Linked DNA regions of Urocitellus parryii: region 1 is linked to region 2. A link is a contact called in public Hi-C data. All regions are on one chromosome and are shown on one strand. Each heading gives the region's core, a stretch centred on a gene start, on an enhancer-like site or on the middle of the called end of the contact. The rest is flanking DNA. Distances are from core to core; before and after follow the strand shown. Region 1 holds the start of Slc25a28 (solute carrier family 25 member 28). Region 2 holds the start of Got1 (glutamic-oxaloacetic transaminase 1).

Region 1 (3,490 bases), core at 958-3,457, 160 kb after region 2:
ATGAAAATATGCAGTGTAAGGAGACAGTCTCCCATTATGTTGTTATGGCATAACGGTGAAAGCTGTAGTAATATTTTTGTCACATTATTACACTGTATTTTTCAAGCCATTAAATAATTTTCATTGCTTTCACTTATCTGTTTCCCATTTGATACTCATCCTGAAATAGCAACATAAATCCTGCACTCTACTCATGATTGAGTAGAATGAGGTTACTCTGCAGCCAGATCATATTAACTTTTGGATATGTAGCATGTCCAACTTTCCCCTTTTTGTCAACTCCCATTCAACCTAGAGTCCACTACATAAATGTTGGCTCTTTTTTATTAGTATTTATTCATTTTACATTTCAATGGTTATATTTCTTTCTCATGGAATTTACCGGTTTATTTCTCTCAATCAACAAGGGCATTTAAAATTCTAATCATGTTAAGTGCATTTAACCACATTTTCAGTGGCTATGGTCCTTGTTAGGAGTTAACCTTGCAATGCACTAGAACCAACTCAGTGTCATTCACAAAGCTTCATGAGCTCTTTCCCTATTTCTTCATCCATATTACTATGAAAACATGAAATGGTAACTGGAACAAGCAGCAAGCAGAAAAGGGTTGCTTTGCATTGCCCAAATTGACACTCTCCTCCTTTTGAATACACAACATTTTCCTAATTTGAGGAGAAAACATACAAAGAACTGCCAGGATATTGTTGACTATTACCCTTAACATGTAAAGGAAGCACAAGGCTCCATCATATTTTTTTCAACAGTCTCCTCGGATTTACTTCCCCCTCAATTTAGATCTCAAGTTTAGTGGTTTGCATCTTTACTAAGGGTGGAGAATAAAAACTGTAAAAACAATCTTTCCCATCTTCAGAGGGGAGACTCAGCTTTCTTCAGAAGGATCTCACTTCTGGATCCATTAATCATCCTGCTTGGTTGTGGATGCAATTAGTTTTACTTTCACACTAATTGTGTCGATCTTGTTCCACGTTCTTCACACTTACATCCACTTTCTAATACCGTCACACTTCCCTTCTAGGCAACTTTCCCCTTTTTGTCAACTTCAGGCGCCCAAAGAAATACACTAAGTTTCCTCTCTTGTGTGGGGGCTGATGTGCTCCCTGCACATACACAATCTTAATCCCAGTTCAATTTTCATGTTCAGGAAATGGGTGGGATATCATGCTTGCTTCAGAGAGAAATCGAAACCTTTTCCTGAACACGATCTTTCCCATATTACTTTCAGTCTGAAACTCTGATTTCTGACTGCACAACGACTTACAATCACTCACGGGATAAGATTTAATACGTCCTTTATCTAGCTGAGAGATCCCAGATTCCGGTTCCTGCCTCGTCACTTCTAAGGAAAGACACAGCAAGAAGCTGGTAAAAGCACCTACCCGAAGAACATCTCAAGCCATCAGATCCAGTTTACCATCTGATTCACGCCAGTTGGCGTCACCTTAATCGAGTTAGTAGCACTTACCTGGGCTTCGGGATCCCCAATCCCACCCTATTCCTGTTAAGTCCCAGGTGGGATCTCCGACTTTGGCTGACAGATTTTTGATCATGAGTCCCGATTCAGATCTCACTGACGGTTAGAAATAAGTCCTGGCTCCTGAGTGGGCTCAACTCCCAGCCCGGACCTTGCTTGCACGGAGTACCGGTTCGAATCGTGTGAAGTGCCTGGAGCCAAGAAGGAACCCCGTCGACTCCAGCTCTCAGCTAGGATCCTGGCTCTAGATGGGACTAAGGTGGGTCAGCCCCAGGTCGGGTTCCGAGCCCAGTCCAGGTCTCACCTTGACACAGTCGATGGGGTACATCACGCAATGCTCCAGGATCCCTGCCACGGCGCCTGCCACCATGTGCGTGGTGACAGTGGCTCCAGCCGGCAGCGCCTCGTAGTCCGGGCCGGAGTCCGGATCCTGCCGTACCGGGGGCCTGCAGGCCCCGGCCTCCCCACCGCCGGCCCCCCGTCCCACGCCCCGCTGCAGCCACCCGTCCAGCAGCGCAGACTCCCCGGGGCTCCGCCCGGGCCCAGCCGCCGGCCCCCCCGCCACACCGCCTGCACTCCGCCCCTCCAACTCCATCCACCCGGGCCAGCCGCGGCGCACACCTGCGCCGCTGCCGCCACTACTGCCGCCGCCCCCCGGCCCCGTTGCCTCCGCCTCAGGCGCGGCCCAGAGAGCCCCGGGCCTCCGGCTCCCGCTTGGCCCGCGGATACGCCCCCCAACCAACCATTGGTGAAGGCGCCACCCTAGCCCCACCCCTTTCCTCACGTAGGGGAAATATGTCTGCGGTATTCGCGAAGTTGCCTGTCATTCCTCTTCCCCGAGGCGTTGCTGCCGCCTAGATCCCACCCCTTCCCCTTTGATCTTGGAAGCTTCTTGTTTATTGGTCACTGATTGGCCGACATGTAAGATTAGCCCGCCTCTGACTTTTCAGGGGCGGGAGAAACTTAAGGTAGAACTTTGATAGGCTCCACCACTCTAGATACTTTGGCTGTGGCCATTGGCTCGCACCACTTCTGCCTCCGATTGGCTAAAGAAAGAGAGCGAAGCGCTGGGAGAGGATAGGGACTGACTTTGGGGCCCAGACTGGCACCTAAGGGGCTGCAAGCACTGCGGGCGGGAACGTAGGGTGGGGGCGGTGCCAGGCCTTCGAGGTCCAACCGCTGACGGGTGCCGTTACGGTAGGCGCTCGAGCGCGCGACCCGAGTGCCCAGACGCGCAGCTCCTAGACATGCGTTCCCGGTACCGAGAGCTCTATTCCCGCGGGATCTTGTGGAGGGCGGGAGGCGGAGCCAGCCTGGACCCTGCATCACCCTGGCAGTGCCAGCGTGCTCATCTGGGAAGTTATTGCGACATGTGGGCAGGAGCCCTCCCCACTGCCAGGGAAGACCGCGGCGGCCCGTTAGGCCGGGGTCGATTCTGGACTGTCCGGCCGCGGGGGTGAAGGGTCTGGATAACCCGTTGGGTCCGAGACCCCAATCTCTAGCACTGAGCCTTACACAGTCTCAGTAAACCCTGCAGTGGTTGAATGAATGAATTCTCCAGGGCCTCGGCAGTGGCTGGGCTCTGCGCCAGGCCGAGAGCCAAAGGCTGGGGAAGGAGATGTCGAAATAGGGCGGGATGATTCAGAGATGATGACAGGTGGAGAGGTCGACTGGAGGCAGCGTTTAAAGCAAAGAAAGTATGACAATTATGGGGAAGTTCGGACATACAGCTTGTACCGAGTCTAAAACTTCAGCTTCTTGCCCTCGAGCTGACTCACTGACAAACCTCAGGGACCGTGTTGATTGCCTTTTGTGATAAGACCGCTCTTGCTCCCAGTCGGGGTCGGTTAGTCTTGAGAGTGGCGCGTACTGGTTGTAGAACAAAGTTAGTGATGCCCAGCCCTCAGGACTACTCCAGCGCCAAGAAGTTGCACAGAGGCTTGTGCTGCACTAAGGCGCAAGGAAACAACTCTAGACTCCAGCAGGCCCCGTTTTCA
Region 2 (3,452 bases), core at 593-3,092:
TTCTCCCAGTCTGAGGTCTGCTAAAAACATCACATTCCTTCTATGGGCAGACAATGCAGTATTGACTTTTTAAAAATGCTTTATTATGAAAGGTTTCAAACATATACAAAAGTTGAGAGAATATTCATGTATGCCATGTGCCTACCACCCAACTTCAAAAAACCATTACTTTTTAATGATTTTTCTACCCTCACCTCTCCTCCTTTACTTCTTGGTGAAGCTTTTGCTCTTTGGAGTTTTGTTGTTGTGTTTGTTTCGTTTTTAAACAAGCACTCTGTACAGACACAAATACTCTCTATGGGAAGCACAATTCTGAATATCCCTCTTGTCACCCTATACTACAAAATAATTTCAATTTTTCTTTCCAAAATTTCTAATCCTCTTATTCTAAGCCTATTTCCTCCCACAGGACATCAGCCTACTCATTTTCATATTCCTGGCTGGCCTTTTTATGTGGCAAAAAAACAAATCAAGAAAGTGTCTGTGGCACTTCAAACATACAAATGAGAATGATTGGAATAACAAATTCACCAGAAAAGGTTAGAGTTAAAAGGAATTTCAGAGGCTTTGAAATACAAATATTTTTCTTGACAGATGGGTAAACTGAGGCCAATGCTCTGAGTTGTTCAAGGCCCAAGAAATACAATAAAAAAATGAAGACAAGGGAAGGAAAGGTACTTGGGAATAAGAATGATCAAATTGGGCTGGGGATGTGGCTCAAGCGCGCTCGCCTGGCATGCATGCGGCCCGGGTTGGATCCTCAGCACCACATACCAACAAAGATGTTGTGTCCACCGAGAACTAAAAAATAAATATTAAAAATTCTCTCTCTCTCTCTCTCTCTCTCTCTCTCCTCTCTCACTCTCTCTTAAAAAAAAAAAAAAGAATGATCAAATTATGTGTGTGTATGAATATGGCTATGTATAACTATAATACATTAATTAAAAACAAAAAGAAAAAAGAAATGAAGACAAGGATGTGTGGAAAGTAAGATCTACTCCACGGTATCTACCCATTCCTACCACATCTGTGAGGGTCAGAACCATCTTCCTAGATCCCTCCAGGCAGTATTAACACATCTCAGAAGCATTTCAGATCTCTGGTGTGCAACACTTGCTGATTTTGAAATCCTTGAAAACAAAACCAAGCCTCAGTCTTCCCCACAAAGTTTAATAGGGTATATTCAACACTTGGTGATCACTCAAATATTTACCAGACCAAAGCTCCCTAAGGCTAACAGTTCTCCTTTACACACTCCCCAGCTACTAGGACCCCAAGCCTACGAAGCTTATTTCCACCCCCTATTTTCCAAGCCTATTTTCCTCCCTCTCTTTACAATCCTTTGATGTAGTATAAAGAACACAGGATGGGGAATCAGAAAGAATGCATTTGTGTTCTGGCTACTATACCTATTTTGAATGACCTTGAACACATCTCCCATTTCCAGGGCCTCCATATCCCCATCTGTAAAATGGGCACGTTGAACGAAACTCTGTGATCCTGCCTCCTCTCCAGGGTGCCCCTCTCCAGGCAGTGTCCAGCCGGGCCTTAGACTCCAGGCCGGGATTGGGTCCGCTCCCACGCTGCTCACATTCCAGGGCACAGCATCCTTACCTCCTACTCCTAAATTGACCTTGCGGGGGTCTGGATCCTCCCGGAAGTCAGCCGTGAGCTTAAAGACAAGGACGGGCTGGGCCTGCGGAACCTCGGCAAAGACTGACGGAGGCGCCATGGATACAGAGCAGGAATCTGCGGAGAGCCTTGACAGGGGACCTGGAGCTAGCTGCTCGGTTGGGGCTCGGTTCGGCGACTGGAGGAGACGCTCACCTTCACTAGCTGGCGGAGGCGGGCTCCCGGCCTCCAATAGTCGAGCCGCGTCCGGAGCTTGGCAACGCGAATAACCAATCACAAGCTCCTGACTAAACCAGAGAGGAAGGAGGGGGTGTTATTAGCCAATCCAAGAAGAGAATCTTATTGGAGGCCGGTAATGATGCAACCAATGCTATTTACGCTGACGGAGAAGGGGGGGGAGACTAGGGTTGATTGGCAGAGCGTGTTCCAATCACTGAGGCTTTTATTCCTTGGGGGCTGAGAGGAGGAACCCAGCGGCCGCAGTCCCCATGGGGCATCCTCCTTGACCTTCCAGGACCAGAAGACGAGGGGGAGGTGGCCAGCGGGAAATCCAAAGGACGGGTCCTTCTGTTCCCGCTGAGGAGATGTTGTCACTGCCAGGCCTGGCTGCGCGCACGTTCCTGACCCGACCGGGCCGGGCTGGCAGCCAAATCCCCGGCGTTTGTACGTGGGATGGGCGTCTACAGCCTAGACGTGCAGCTCGGGAGGCCACGCGGGCGACCTTGACCGTCCCTGCCGGGTGTTTCCCCCAGAAAGAAATGTGGATGTGCTCCCTGCCTTGGTTGCTGACAGGAAGATCTTTCTAAAAATGGGCGATGATCACGAATCCCTTTCTACCGCTCTTCTAGTTTGAGAATTTTGCTCCGCAGTTCCTTACAAAGAGGGTCTTGGTCCTCAAGGGACCTTCAGGAACCCTAAGGAAGGGGCTGGAGTCCTGGCTCAGCGGCAGAGGGCTTGCCTAGGACACGTGAGGCACTGGGTTCCATCCTCAGCTGTGTTCATCTACAACTAAAAAAAATGTTTCCAAAAAAACCCTCCCTCGGCAGCTGTCTTCCCACTCATGCACTGGGCCAGATATTGCTGTCATTTTTAAGGCTAATCCTTTCCCTGAGAGTCTTTCCACGCCAGTCTCCTTCTGCACCTATTGTGTGACCTTGAAGACCAACACCAAATGTCAAGCCTCCCCTTAACCCTCATTCTAGTCAAAATTGTTTTCCTGTGCTTCTGTGCTTTGTTAGCCATATTACAATTTTAGGAAATATCCTTATGGTGAGGAACCTGGCTCCAGAGCCAGACTACCTGAGTTTGCATTCTGGTTATCTCTTACTAACTCAAGCAAGTTTAGGCAAGTTATTTAACCTCTTTGTTCCAGCTGTGTGAAGTGGAAATAATAATATTTTCCTCAGGGTTGTTGTGGGAATTATGTGAGTTAATACACATTAAGTGTTTAGTTGCATATAATAAGCACCCTACAAATGTTAACTATTGTTATTGCACATCTGCCTCACCCCATGTAGATGCTTTTTGGCCAGGGATTTAACCTGTATAAGTCCCCCCTCCGTTTCTTGTACTTACTAACAACAAATGCTGGAGTTAGTTCTCTTGTTGTCTCTGAAGAAAATGTTATAGACTCTAATCATCAGATAATATGATAAATCTTAAAATGAGTTTTCCATTCAAAATATAAGCCAAAGTACTTAGTGTAACACCTGCTGACCTTTTGTATCATCTACTTCTTTTTTGGAAACTTTGCCTCTGGTTCTAAAGGTAACTGCCCTCGGTGTTTCATTAATAACAGTTTCCTCCACAGATTGCAAGGT

Evidence for each region. A called contact is a pair of places that touch in the nucleus more often than the background predicts.
Region 1: a Hi-C map of muscle shows a contact between it and region 2, with 4 times the contacts expected there. The contact joins the promoter of Slc25a28 here to the promoter of Got1 in region 2. A contact is called at or near these places in 2 of 2 Hi-C or Micro-C datasets (liver and muscle).

Annotation. Positions count from the first base shown.
Region 1 is chr5:183,402,297-183,405,786 of mUroPar1.hap1, forward strand. Slc25a28 (solute carrier family 25 member 28) reads right to left here and starts at 2,208. Exons shown (of 4, transcript XM_026394826.2): 1 at 1,798-2,208. The coding sequence starts at 2,088.
Region 2 is chr5:183,244,680-183,248,131 of mUroPar1.hap1, forward strand. Got1 (glutamic-oxaloacetic transaminase 1) reads right to left here and starts at 1,843. Exons shown (of 9, transcript XM_026394778.2): 1 at 1,615-1,843. The coding sequence starts at 1,732.